2 separate regions of the Macaca mulatta genome follow, and region 2 is linked to region 1. The links are chromatin contacts, called in public Hi-C maps. All regions are on one chromosome and are shown on one strand. Each heading gives the region's core, a stretch centred on a gene start, on an enhancer-like site or on the middle of the called end of the contact. The rest is flanking DNA. Distances are from core to core; before and after follow the strand shown. Region 1 holds the start of ARMC8 (armadillo repeat containing 8). Region 2 holds the start of NME9 (NME/NM23 family member 9).

What was found. Hi-C and Micro-C count contacts between places; a contact is called where the count stands out from the background.
Region 2: a contact with region 1 is called in a Hi-C map of liver, with 3 times the contacts expected there. The contact joins the promoter of NME9 here to the promoter of ARMC8 in region 1. A contact is called at or near these places in 3 of 14 Hi-C or Micro-C datasets (CD4 T cells, fetal cortex germinal zone and liver).

What each region holds. Positions count from the first base shown.
Region 1 is chr2:41,180,512-41,187,376 of T2T-MMU8v2.0, forward strand. It overlaps ARMC8 (armadillo repeat containing 8), which reads left to right and starts at 5,079. Exons shown (of 23, transcript NM_001261014.1): 1 at 5,079-5,141; 2 at 5,994-6,069. The coding sequence starts at 6,067.
Region 2 is chr2:41,327,062-41,334,619 of T2T-MMU8v2.0, forward strand. It overlaps NME9 (NME/NM23 family member 9), which reads right to left and starts at 3,972. Exons shown (of 12, transcript XM_077991530.1): 1 at 3,777-3,972; 2 at 3,293-3,329. The coding sequence starts at 3,838.

The sequences.
Region 1 (6,865 bases), core at 3,829-6,328:
TGTTTCTTAATTAGGGTTTATCTGATGTTTCCTCATGATTATATTCATGTAGTTTTGGCAAGAATACCACAGAAGTAATTTTGTGTTCTTCTCAGCACATCATATCATGGTGTTTATTGCATTACTGGTGATACTAATTATAATGACTTAAATAAAATGTTACCTACCATTAGTAGGTATCTAATGGTAGGTACTCTACTATCCTCTATTATCCTTAGTATCTTGTAGAGCGAAACTTTAAGACTGTGTAAATACCCTGTTTCTCTTAATATTTTCACCACTTAGTTGTGGCATCCATTTGTGGTTCTTGCTTGAAACAATTATAACTCATACAGTTGTCAAGTGGTGATTTTCTTTTTTTTTTTTTTTCTTTGAGAGAGAGTCTTGCTCTGTCACTCAGGCTGAAGTGCAATGGCACAATCTCAGCTCACTGCAACCTCCGCCTACTGGGTTCAAGTGATTCTCATGCCTTAGCCCCCACATAGCTGGGATTACAGCCTCGCACCGCCATGACCAACTAATTTTTGTATTTTTAGTAGAGACAGGTTTTTGCCATGTTGACCAGGCTGATCTCGAACTCCTGGTCTCAAGTGCACCCGCCTTGGCCTCCCAAAGTGCTGGGATTACAGGCGTGAGCTACTGCACCAAGCCTCATTTTCTAATTCTATCATTTCTTCTACATTTGTAAGTTGGAATTCTACCATAGCAGTAATTCAATTTTTAAATGAGCATTTTCTTTTTTACCGTGGTTTCTAATTTTAAAACTTTGTAAACATCTGACTACTTCTATTTTAGACATATACATATTTCTTTTCTTTTCTTTTTATTTTTTATTCTGAGACATGTTTTCACTCTGTCACCCAGGCTGGAGTGCAGTGGTACCATTTCAGCTCACTGCAACCCCTGCCTTCTGGGCTCAAGCCATCCTCCCACCTTGGCCTCCCAAGTAACTGGGACCACAAGCTCAAGGCACCATGCCTGGCTGATTTTTTTTTTTTTTTTTTTTTTTTGGTAGCAATGGGATTTTGCCACGTTGCCCAGGCTGGTCTTGAACTCCTGAGCTCAGCTCAAGTGAGCCCATCTCGGTCTCCCAAAGTGCTGGGACTACAGACATGAGCCACTGCGCCTGGCCAGGCATATACATTTCATACCTTCTGTGGACCCGATGAATTATTGATGCACTATTTCCCACCGCAAAAGCCTTTGTGGACATTCCTTTATAGGATGGTTGCTTAGATGAACATTCAGTAGTATCATCTGGGAAAGTCCTATTAAGTTCTGGAGGACTGTAGGAGCTCTGGAAATAATTTTGGAACCAGAGAAACCTGTACCCAAATTGATTCAGCCTCTTACTCCCCAAACAACCTTAAGCAAATTATTGAACCTCTCACAGTCTCTTTTTTTTTTTTTTTTTTTTTTTTGAGATGGAGTCTTGCTCTGTCACCCAGGCTGGAGTGCAGTGGCACAATCTGAGCTCACTGCAACCTCCGCTCCCAGGTTCAAGCAATTCTCCTGTTTCAGCCTCCCGAGTAGCTGTGATTGCAGGCACGCGCCACCATGCCTAGTTAATTTTTGTATTTTTAGTATTGACGGGGTTTCACCATATTGGTCAGGTTTGTCTCAAACGCCTGACCTCAGGTAATCTACCTGCCTCGGCCTTCCAAAGTGCTGGAATTACAGGCGTGAGCCACTGCGCCCAGCCTCACATCTCACTTTTATTCCTGTCTGCTGAAGGCAAGAATGATGTCTTTATTCCACTTCAAAGCTCTAGTTCAGTGCATTCACAAGAAAACCTGTAGTTAGTGTCTGTTGAACTGCATTGTATCTCCTCTATACTATTGTCAGTCCATTTTCTTTTTTATTTAAAGTATTTCATCTGTTTTCAAGTCTTTTTAAAGATTCTTCTAAATTCGTTTTGGGACCATTCAGGTTTTGGTCTTCCTACACTTTAAATTTCCTATTTTTGTATAGATATATTTCTCTCTGGCTTTGTTTCTCATCTTAGGCAGTTCCACATAGATATTTATAAAGATTTTTCAGATTTTTTTCCAGCTACAGCTTGTTTTGCATTTCATTTTTTTCTTCGTTAAACTCACACTTTGTTGTCATTATTTTTTTCAGAAATTAATGCTGCTTTAAGAGTCATGGAACGACAGGGAGAAGTTTCATTTCTGTTTGCAGAGTAGTCAGCATAGATATTTCACTCTCCTCACCACAGTGCCAAATTTAACTGTTTTTGTTTTTTTTCTGCAACCTCCACCTCCCGGGTTCAAGCAGTTCTCCTGTCTCAGCCTCCTGAGTAGCTGGAACTACAAGTGCATGCCACTACGCTCGGCTAATTTTTGTATTTTTAGTAGAGATAGGGTTTCACCATATTGAGCAGGCTGGTCTTGAACTCCTGACCTCAGGTGATCCATCCACCTCAGTCTCCCAAAGTGTTGTGATTACAGGTGTGAGCCACTGCACCCAGCCTTAACTGTTTTGTTATCGTCACATGGAGGCCGAATCAAAAATTCCTTTTATCCTCCAATTTCTACTCATTACTTAGAGTGTACCTAAAGTTATTTATCAGCAAAATTTGAACTGGGAGAAAGATTTCTGATCTCCAAGCTTAGGAGTTGGCTATTCAATGCTTTCTTCCTGTAAAATGTCCATGTCAGCCTTCTGGATATAAAACAGGAAAGCCTGGGTAACAGAGGTAGGTGTGAGATGTCTTGAGTTACATTTCTAGCTCCTCCCTGCTTTGATTTCAGCCACAGCAGCAGTTAAGTTCTGTGTAAGCTCAGATTTATGCTGCCTATATCCTACCCTAAGATGAAACCTGCAGACTCTGCTTTTTTGTATCAGGTTAAGGAAGCCCGTTCTGTTTTGGGCACAAATATAATTCAGGAGGGCAGGGAGTTAATAGCCCTAGGGAAATCCTCAACCATTACAGGACGGTATTGATGGATAAATGCTGTAGCTTCAAGATGGACAATCCAGAGAGGTATTCTGTATGTTTTTCAGAGGTGAGTGAGGAATAAACGGTGGTATCAATAATGGACAATTATCTTGAATATTTCTTCTTTCTTTTCTCACTCTCCCTGACCTATCAATTTTGTTCCCTGAAAGCACTTCCTAAATAAACTACATGCACCCAAATCTTCGTCCCAGGCTCAAACTAAGCCAAAAATTCGTTCAACAAACATTTACTAAGTGACTGTGCTAGGTACTGAGACAGACAACCTAGAAGATAAAATTCCCAGTGCCTGTCCTGAAGTGTATAGCGAGACAAACAAGGAAACCATTAACAACAACAAAACCACCCTACAATTAAAGTGAAGTAGGAAGGCATGGGGGAACAGGTATCTAACCCCTGCCTGGGGGAGGCGATTCCTGGAGGATGTATTCCTTGAGCTAATGGACGGAGTGTGGATCAAACACAGTAGTAATGACTCTATATGCTATGTATTAGGGTTATGCTCTGCCGCATTGCAGTATGCAGTACATGATGTGATTTTAGGTGGTCCATGGATGGACATTTAAACTTTTTGTAGTTAATGTGTACTAGAATAAAAATAAGGAGCACAACAAACTTCAGTTCACAGAGTATTGTGGTTTCGGATAAAGCCAAAATTTTTTAATGAGTTGAAATTGGCTTTAAATAAAAATATTGAATGAATAATAATACCTAGGTGCAGACTGGCAAAGGTCGTGTAGGTGGTGTACAGACTACCCAAGTTTCAGAAATAGTATTATAGCAGAAGGACTACCTAAAATAAAATTCCTGCCTTCCAGGAACTCAACAGTTTGTTAAGGAACACAGACCCATAAACAGGGGTGATAAATGCTATACTAAATTTGGAAACCAAGTACAGGAGGAAGACAGGAAAACAGTGAAGAGCAAAGTGAGGGAGAGGCTATCAGCTACAAGACCAGTTGGAAGGCTTTTGCTCTAGTCCAGGGGAGAGGTTACAAGAGCCTGAATTAGGGTGTGGCTATAGAAATGGAAGGAATACAAGTAATGTTAATAGGCTAATTGCAACCCTACTGTGAAAACCTTACTGGTTGCAAGCAGTACGAAGGTGAAACTTGTCCAACCAAGTCAAGGGCAGTGTTGCGCGCGCGCGCACGCACGCACACACACACACACACACACACAAAGTAGTAGGACAGCTGAATTAATCAACTATAATTAAAAGCATACTTTTATTTGGCTTCGGTTATCAGAGTGTTTTAGTGTGAAATATTTAGATATTTGCCCCCATTTTCCCCACTTAACTCAGAAGCTGGAGAAACATTAACACATATGTATAACGCTTTCCATGTTTTAGGTTTTTTCTTAGCGCTTCACATTTGTTGACTCCTTTATCCTCATTAACCTTTATTTTACAGATGAGGAAACTCAAAACATAAGGTTAGATAACTTACCCAGGGTAAAGCAGCTGAGAAGTAGCTGGGAAGAAGCTCAAGCATTCTGGCTATTCTCAACACTACACCAGAATAAACGGGGCCGACACACAACCTAAGGCAAGTCACACTTCTGTACTGGATCGTGAAACAATCACTCTTATGGTTGACAAAGGTTCTGGGATCGCAATTTCCCCACCTATAAAATGGAGATAACGACGCCGGGAGTTTGGTGCAGAGAGAGAGAGAATGAATATGAAAGTGAACTTCAAACTATGTATATGGCTCCACGTACTACTTTTTCCAAATATGAATACGGGAACCCACAAACTGCAATTTATCAGTCGGTAGAGCTCGTAGCGCCAGGGCGAGACTCCGCCTCTAGGGCCCCGCCCACCGCGAGCGGCAGGTGGGGCCGGCAGATCTTCTTTGCGCATGCGGAAACCGCTGCCCGCTCCCACCTCTAAACCAGGCTCAGAGTAGCTGCTGTTTCTGAGAGAACGATTCGTAGGACAGCCCCTGACGCGATTCCCTTTTGCCCTTCTTTCTGCGGGCCTTTCTGGTACTTGAGCGGTGTCCAGAGCGTGACCAGTTCTCGTCTATCCGGCTGTCTTTAAGGAGCGATGACTAGCGTTGGCCAATAGTTGGCTGTCGAAAGTGCCGGCCCCCGCGCCGGCGCCTGCAGCAGCCGGGTGGGAAGGCTCAAGATGGCGTGCCTGTTAGAGACCCCAATCCGCATGAGCGTCCTTTCGGTGAGTGACCCGCTGCGGCCGCCCGCCCGCCCTCCAGGGAGCCCCATCCCGGTCTCCACCATTCCCCCAAGCGTGGTGTGCCTCCTGGGCACCACCCCCTGGGGTGGTCCCCGGCTCAGTCTTGGGCCAGGGAGTGAGCGAGGGTGGACAGGCGGGATAGACGGGCAGAGGGGACCCCGGCCGAGCCAAAGACATTTCCAACTCCGGGAGCTCCTGCCGGTGCGGGTTTCCAGGATGGCGTCTGGCAGGCGGGGTAGCTGGGCTTACAGACAACTGGCCCGGCGGCGCGGCTTGGACTTTGCCAAGCGTTTCACTGAGCCTTCCTCTTAGAGATGCCGCTTCCCGGGGGCCGAGCGCTCTGCCTTGTGAAGCGCCAGGCTTGCAGCCGGCCTGGGAACGAAAGCTCACTCAGCTCTCCCGGGCTTTGGCAAGAAGAGGTGCAGGCTCCTTGGCCCCCATTTCCTCAGAGCTGCCAGGCCAAGTCTGTGCGACTTCTATTGCGTCCCAGCACCTGGGCACCGGCTGAAGCTGTTTGCTTTTTGGCAATGGTGATTCGTATCAGCTGCGACTCTTCCTAGTGTGTGTGGTTATTTAAGCCCCTTTCCTCCGCTCTGCTCAGAGGTCGCGGCTCTGAGTCAAAGGAACTCTATGTTCCCTGTGCCTGGTATTCCGTTTTTCTTTAAGGGGAGTCAAACATTGAAGGGGGGAAAAGGGGGAGAGATTTCCCCATTGTTGAAAGAAGGGAACGTATTGACATGCGAGGAAGTAAAACCTGTTTTGTTTTTTTTTAAAAAAAGTTTTTTTTAAAGAAAAAGACGACTTTCACCTTTCACTATGTTGCTCTTGAACCAGGACCAGGAATGAAAGTTACTGGGAGATAACTTCGAAGGATTTTGCAACAAATTCGAGCTGTCCGACTCTGAGAATGGTCAGTTTACCAATGGTTCATTTGCTATTGTTGGAAACAAGCAGGCACATACTAATTGACCATCTTTTAGACTTGTGGAAGCCCGTCTGATACTGAGAGGGTCGTTGGATTATAAATGACTTGTCGGGTTGCTAGAGTCTTGTAACTACAACCGGTTTCTTTTCTCTTCTCTGACTTGTCCCACAAACACCTATCTGAAAGCAGCTAGGACATTTGCTTATGATTCAGGGTTAGAGCGGTGTGGCAGACCTCAACCTTGAAAAGGCTTAAGTTGTCAATACAATAATAATTTAATTTTGTGAGCCTGTCAACAGATTTTTCCCCCGATCCATTTTAGCAGTCGTTTTTTCTTATTTTTAAACTGCAACTAAGGAAATACCGTTTACCTAAGTATTATATCAGATTAGCCTGTTACTCCATCACTGACTGTAATACCCAGGAATATTTTGTGGGAGTGCAGGCCAATGACTTTTACCTCATTATGTTAAAAAATAAAAATAAAAAAAGTGTGTGTCTTGGCTGTTCTCAGTTCCCCTTTAATTATGCATTTAGGTTTCATTTATTCTTCAGTTCACCTGAAGCTTACTTTTTGGATGTTGTCAACTTGTGTGATGCATATGATTTAAAGTTTTCATTTGTTTCACTTCCTTGGTAAATAATGTTTTCTGCTTATTCAAAAACTTCTTGAAGAGTATTTTCTATCAATACTTCTATTTACAATTTGCCTTTAGCCCTAGTCTAATTAGGGGCTTTTTTGGGGGGGGGGGGGAAGTAGGAGCTTTTGGGTAAATGATTT
Region 2 (7,558 bases), core at 2,722-5,221, 150 kb after region 1:
CCTGAGTAGCAAAGGAGCTAATCAGAAACGTGTGCTAGATTTATTTGTCAAGTCTCTTTAGTCTGGAATAGTTCTTTAGTCTTTCTCTTCTTTTCACAATGTTGACACTTTGGAAAATGACATTCCAGGTATTTTGTAGAGTGTCCCTCAGTTGGGGCATATGTGATGTTTCCTCCTGATTGGATTCAGGCTGTGCATGTTTGGACTGGTTGAAATTGGCTGGACTGGTTGGAGTGTTGGAGAAGCTGAGGATCATTCCTCTCACTACTGCCTAGCAGGTGAGACACAATTTCCATCTGCCTATTACTGATGTTCACTTTGATCACTGGATTAACATGGTCTGCCAGGCCTATTGTCTGTAAAATTATTCCCTTTTTCTTTGTAATTAACATATTTTTGTGGTGAGCTACTTTGAAATGATATAAATTAAAAGACCACACAAATTACTACTGGGTTTTTTTGTTTGTTTTTTGAGATGGAGTCTCACTCTGTCACCCAGGCTGGAGTGCAGTGGCATGATCATGGCTCACTGCAACCTCTGCCTCCTGGGTTCAAGCGATTCTCCTGCCTCAGCCTCCCAAGTAGCTGGGATTATAGGTGCCCGCTACCACACCCGGCTAATTTTTTATATTTTTAATAGAGACAGGGCTTCACCATGTTGGCCAGGCTGGTTGTGAACTCCTGACCTCAAGTGATCCGCCTGTCTCGGCCTTCCAAAGTGCTGGGATTACAGGCATGAGCCAGCACGCCTGGCCTACTATTGTTCTTGATACAGGTATGCCAAGGTCTATGTCCCTTTAAAAAAGATAGGATGCATTATTGGCAATAAGGGCAAGAAACATGTAACACCTGCTAATCCTCTATTAAAAGCCCCTTTTTTGGCCGAACGTGGTGGCTCATGCCTGTAGTCCCAACACTTTGGGAAGCCAGAAGTTTGAGGCCTGACTGGCCAACATGGTGAAACCCTGCCTCTACTAAAAAAAAAAAAAAAAATACAAAAGTTGGCCGGGCGTGGTGGCGCATACCTGTTTTCCCAGCTACTCAGGAGGCTGAGACATGAGAATTGGTGAACCTGGGAGGTGGAGGTTGAAGTGAGATGAGATCGTGCCACTGCATTCCAGCCTGGGCGACAGGACAGAATGAGAATGTCTCAAAAAAAAAAAAAAAAAAAAAAAAAAAAAGAAAGTCTCTCTTTTAAGGAAGCATACTCCTTACTTTTCTTGTTTCAATGAAAAGTAGAAGAAAAACCCAGAAGAGTCTTCTTGATGCCTTAAATGAAGTAAGAGAGCTGGACTGATAGAACCTTGGGCCCACAACTACAGTCCTGAGGATAGTGATAGAAGCGTTCAGAAGGACCCCCCGCCCCTACCCAGAGGCTCAGACTTAAGTCACCAGCAACTCTCTGTGGCCCACCCCTGTCACGGAGTGAGTCCCACCAGCTCTGGGGCCAGGACTCTGGGCAGTTGAAGAATCTCAGCCCTGGGAGCCAGGCAAGAGCGAAACGGTGTGGGAACTATCCGGACTTCACTAAGCCTTGCATTTGGTAGGGAATGAATGGGGAATGTGTGGCACCTTTTACCCAGACTGTCCCTTGATGTCCTGTGATTTCTGTCTGTCTCAGTTATAAACGGAACCCCGAATAACCTTGCTGAGAGAGAGGACAGGGTTCCTGGGTTGGCCGACTTTAGGCACTGCTTTCAAGGGGTTTACCTTATAGAGAGGTGACCTTTACACAGATGCCTCAGTGTAAGAGGGGAGGGAGGCCACTCCCTCAGCAGGAGGGAGCACTTACTTTGAGTACTGCATTGTACTCAGAGCTCTGAGTAATACACATGAAAAAATAACAACATTGCTAACAAAAGTTATTACTGCCATAGGAGATCTAGGGCATCAACACATGAAATGACCATAATAAGGGGCAATAACATTAGAGACACCACAGACCGCATCAGACCAGCCAGGAAGTGTCTAAAGGAGTCTCATCACAGCTCTGCAGGCGTTAAAGGACAGGTATTATCCCTCCTGTCTATGTAAAAGATACGGAGGCCAGAGGGTTGAGGAAATGAGTCACACAGCTATGAATGGTAGGACCAGTTGCTCAGAATTTACTTCAACCAGAACATTCATATATGAAGCACTTTCTGACTCTAGAATCCTAGAATATCAAGGCTGGAAGAAGGCCCTTAGGGATAATTCACACAACATCCTCATTCCATAGATGGGCAAGCTATGGCCCAGAGAGGGTATGTGATGTAGTCAAAGACACAGTTGGCTATAGAGGACACAAGAACTACATCAGGCCTTCTGACTTCCAGTCTAAAAATCCCACCCCACCCCCCACCCCTCCCACCCCCAGCATGGGGTACCCTTAGAATGATGCTGCTTTCCCCTTTCCTCTTTTTTAAACCACTAGACTTTTGAAATCCACATGCAAACTGTCCTACCGAGGACAATGAGAGAAAAACCAGATGTCTCAAAATCGCTAAAGCTCTATTATCTAGGAGGTGCTGTAGCCTTAGTATGCATCTTACTGGGACCAGCTGATGATGAGACATTTTAAAGTTTGTTTTAAAATGTTCCCGTGTTACAGATCATCCAGATGATCTCCTTATGACAAAGCACTCTCTCCCAATTCCAGGGTCTGTTCCTGCATGTTTTTACCATCACTTCAGAATCAACCACTGTTTATTGTCCAGAACCAAGAAAAAGAGCAGTTGCTGGCTTCTGAATTCATTTGTCCCACATGCAAATGAAGTAAGGTACTCTATATAACAAATGCCCAGCACATAATATATCTCAAAACATATTTGTTAATAAGTGAAATTTGATGAGAACAGTGGTGGGAAAACTGGGTCTCCACAGAGCACACAGTTACAGACTCATGCCCAAAGTCAAAAGAACCTATACTGTATTCTCTGTGCAAGCTGAAGTTATATTTCAACAACAGTAACAAAATAACGGTCACATCGAGTTATGTTGATTCATATTTTCTTGGTTTGTAGTTTTATTTAATGCATGTTTAGGTTTTATGGTTGTATACGCACTATAAATATAAACAGCTTCTACTCAGTTTTGTTTGCATTAATTTTGTTTGCATAAAATTTGTCATCACTGGGGTTCCAAGATAAGTTTTGGCCCTTTAAGACGGAAGGGTACATCACTCAAGTTTGGGAACACTGTCACATACTGCTAGCAAACAAAATGTCACTTTTATACTACAACCCCGCTCCAATCACCCTCCTCTTCCCCGAGCCCAACCCAGAGCTGGAAGCTAGCGCCCCTTGAGGCTTACCTGCAGGGCAATTTCCTTCTTCCTGCTGCCCATGGCTCTGCAAAGAAGACGAAGCCCTGTTACCGCGGCCGTGGGCCGTTCCCCCGCAGCCTCGCGACAAACCGCTGCGTGGATCAGCAAGCCCAGAGCCTCCTTCAGATAAGCCCCCCTCCTATGGCCCTCGGCCCCTTTTTAAGATGCTTCTAACTGGCGGCAAATCAACACACTGACACAAAGTGAACACCCCACGAGGAAGCGGAGCCTGCAGTCCGCGGGCTCGTGGCTCGCCGGGCGGTTTTCTGGGGATCTGCAAAGCCCCTTCCCCACCCCGGAGCCGGCCAGTGGGCTCCAGCAGAGGCCGGAGTCAGTGCGCGGGGCACAGTGCAGCCTGCCGGGCACGGGGTCTCCAGTCGAGGAATTCGAACCAAAAACCGACATGGGACCCTGTCATCCCTGCTGTTCTTATGGATTACTGGGAAACTGAGCCACTGCGAACGACAGGTACACGATCTTCGACGCGCCCGGAGTCACCAACCGAGTCTGCAGCGACCTAGCCGCGGTCGTCATGGCAACCTGGCCCCCCTGCCAGGCCGGCCAGGAAAGCCGGCGGACACGTAAGCCACGCCCACTCTGGGCCCAACGCAGTCTCTTCGCGGAGACTCTGAACCCAGCCAGCGAGAGGCAGGAGGGAGTCCCGCCCCTTGCCCTCCATATCGGACTATGGGAACCCACTCATTGGCTGCAGCGTTTGTCAGCGTCTGGAGGCTTTGAACCCACCAGGCAAAGACCCAGTGCATCTGTGCGTTGCACAGTCGCATCTGTGAATCCCTGCGTCCCTCCTGCCCCGCCTGCCAAGACTGCTGTGCAGCTTTTCTACCGTCACATACCGGTAAAATGTGTGCAAGGTAGGGGGCGTCTCCAGATTTTAAGGGGTCTGCAAGCGTTCTCTTTAAGACAAAGAATATGAAATTACAAATTCAAAATTAGATATGAAAGTCAACTGAGACACATACAAAACACTTACAAACATTGTAGATATTAATCCAACTCTATCAATAACCACTTTAAATGTGAATAACCTGATTACACCAATTAAAAGAGAGATTGTCAGAGTGGATTTCAAAAAGAAACAAAGCCCAGTTGTGTGTTATCCACAAGAAAATACATTAAAAGCAAAAAAATAGAGATAGCTATACCAGGCTGACACTAACTAAAAAAATAGCTGAAGTAGCTATGTTAATTTCAAGAAAAGCAGACTTCAGAACAAGGAAATTTATCAAGTATAAACAGGGACATTACATAAAGGTAAAGGGATCAATTAATTGGGGAGACATAACAATACTTAACATGTATGTACTTAAAAACAGAGCACCGAAATATGTGAGGCAAAAAAAAGATAAAACTGCAAGGAAAAATAGGTAAACTCACTATTATAATAGAATATTTTAATACCATTTTAAAAATACCATTAAAATATTTTAATACCATTTTAATACATCCAGCAGGCAGCAAATGAGCAAGGATATAGTTGAACTGAAAAAATCAATCAAATTGATCTAATTGACATTTATACAATACTTAATTCAACAACAGCGGAATATAGATTCTTTCTCAAGCTCACATGGAACATTCACTGAGATAGACTACAATCTAGGCCATAAAACATAGCTTAACAAATTTAAAAGGATAGAACAAAGTATGTTCTCTGACTACAATGGAATTAAACTAGGAATCAATCACAGCTGATGAAAGAAATCTCGAAGATTTAAATAGATGAAGAAATATTCCATGTTCATGGATAGGAAGAATTCATATTGTTAAGATATGAATTCTTCCCAAGTGAAGCATACACCAAATGATTTCCATCCAGGGAGTGCTGATACCCTGCTTAGCCATAAGGTACCCAGCAACCCTCTGTGAAGTACAGGGCGATGGATATACTGAAGACTGAACATCTTCCTACCTGTCATCCTGCCTTCTCCCACTTCAGCTCTGAATCCACCTACTCTTTTCTTGCATTCAGTCCCATGGCAATATTCAGTTCCATGATAATATTGCTCAGAGCCACAGTCACTCCTTAAGAGTTGCATTGCAACTGAGTTGCAATGAGTTGACTAGATGCAAATCATGTTCATTGCCACAAGGTGGTGGTTGTTCAAGCTCTTGAATGTGTGGAATCTCCCTTAGAATTTAGTTTCCAAAATAAAATTCAAATCAGATGCTAAACTCCTCCTGCCAGTGCACGGAAAGATAGTGACATTTATTCTTTCTGAAAGAGTTAAATTTCTTACCATGTGGTCTCTATTACAAAATGTACTCACATCTTTGCTAGGCTAGACCTCAGAAACAAATTTAGGTAAACCACATGTCCCCAGTTTGCCGGGACACCCCCACTTTTCACCTGTTGTCCCCTGCAATTATTAATAGCAACCCCTCTCACTTTCAAAAGTGTACAGTTTGGGTTGGGTGCAGTAGCTCACGCCTGTAATCCCAGCACTCTGGGAGGCCGAGGCAGGTGTATCACTTGAGGTCAGGAGTTCGAGACCAGCCTGGCCAACATGGTGAAACCCTGTCTCTACTAAAAAAAATATCAAATAGCCGGGCATGGTGTTGTATGCCTATAATCCCAGCTACTTGGGAAGCTGAGGCAGGAGAATTGCTTGAACCCAGAACACGGAGGTTGCAGTGAGCCAAGATCGTGCCACTGCACTCCAGCCTGGGCGACAGAACAAGACTCCATCTCAAAGAAAAAAAAATGTACAATTTGGACAACATGGAACCTCATCAGTTTTTTCCCAGATGAATCACCTTGGGTCACTCCTGCTTTTTAATAAAACTTCCATCTTTTACATGTTTTGTGACATAGGTCAGTGGGTTTTTTTGTTTTGTTTTATTTTTTTTCTGTTTTATTTGTTGTTGTTGTTTTTTGAGACAGAGTCTCGCTCTGTCGCCTAGGCTGGAGTGTGGTGGCGCGATGGCTCGGCTCACTGCAACCTCTGCCTCCCGAGTTCAAGCAATTCTCCTGCCCCAGCCTCCCGAGTAGCTGGGACTACAGGCATGTGCCACTACGCATAGCTAATTTTTGTATTTTTAGTAGAGATGAGGTTTCACCATGTTGGTTGGCCAGAATGGTCTCCATCTCTTGACCTCATGATCCACCTGCCTCGGCCTCCCAAAGTGCTGGGATTACAGGCATGAGCCACCGCTCCCAGCTGGGTCAATGTTTTTATTTATTATCCAAAAGTCAGATTTTTTTCCAAATGTATCTATTTTTAATCAGCCCTTCCCTCAGTGATGTACTTTTTTGTTTTATTTTAATGCAAAACCTGCTAACTTTAAGGGCTACTGAGATGTTTTAGAGTTCGAAAGATTAAAAACCAAACTCCTCCTCCAGCAACTCATGTTTATTGCCACAAGGTGGTGGTTTACTCAAAGGAAACCCTTCTGAGACCCAAATTGGACACTAGGAGCATTTTCTTTATCAAAATACTTCAGAACTGATGTGACTCTGTAAAACAAGAATGACCCTTCTCACTTTAAGAGGAAATCATAGACCAAAGCAGGCTGTATTTCCTCAGATACCTTCCCGTTTTTCATCGAAGATAAGAATGTATATACACATCTTCGTCTAACCTGACTCCTCTCTCCTTCCGGATGTAATGTCTTCTTTTTTCCACAAGTAACAGCAGGTCCCTCCTGTACCTTGCTCTGAGGAAGGCAGCCGGGAGTGGTAGAACTGGGAACTTTAGGGTCAGACAGATGTGGGCTGGATCACAGGTACACCTACTACCTGTCTAAGCTTGGGTGAAGCTACTTCAGTTTATTCAGTCAGTCTTAGTTTCCTCATCTTTAATTTTTTTTTTTTTTTTTTTTTTTTTTTTTTTTAAGAAATGGGGTCTTGTTATGTTGCCAGGTGCCTGGAACTCCTGTGTTCAAGCAGTCCTCCCACTTCAGCCTCCCAAGCAGCTGGGACTACAGGTGCCCACCACCATGCCCAGCTTGTTTCCTCATCTTTAAATAGGGAAATAAGACCTACCTTTCAGGAATGTTGTGGAGAGAGGTAATGTGTTTCAAAATTTCTTGACATTAAAACCAGTATTATTGTTGTTCTTGTAAAGGTATCATGCACCCTTTCCACAGTACAGAAATGTGTTGGGTAGCAGCTTCCCAGTCAAGGATCACAAGCCATAAGTCCCCAGGAGGTTCATCCAAGTTGTTGTGTGGATCAATATTTTAATTCCTTTTTATTACTTTGTATTCCATGGTCTCAGTAGATCACCGTTTGTT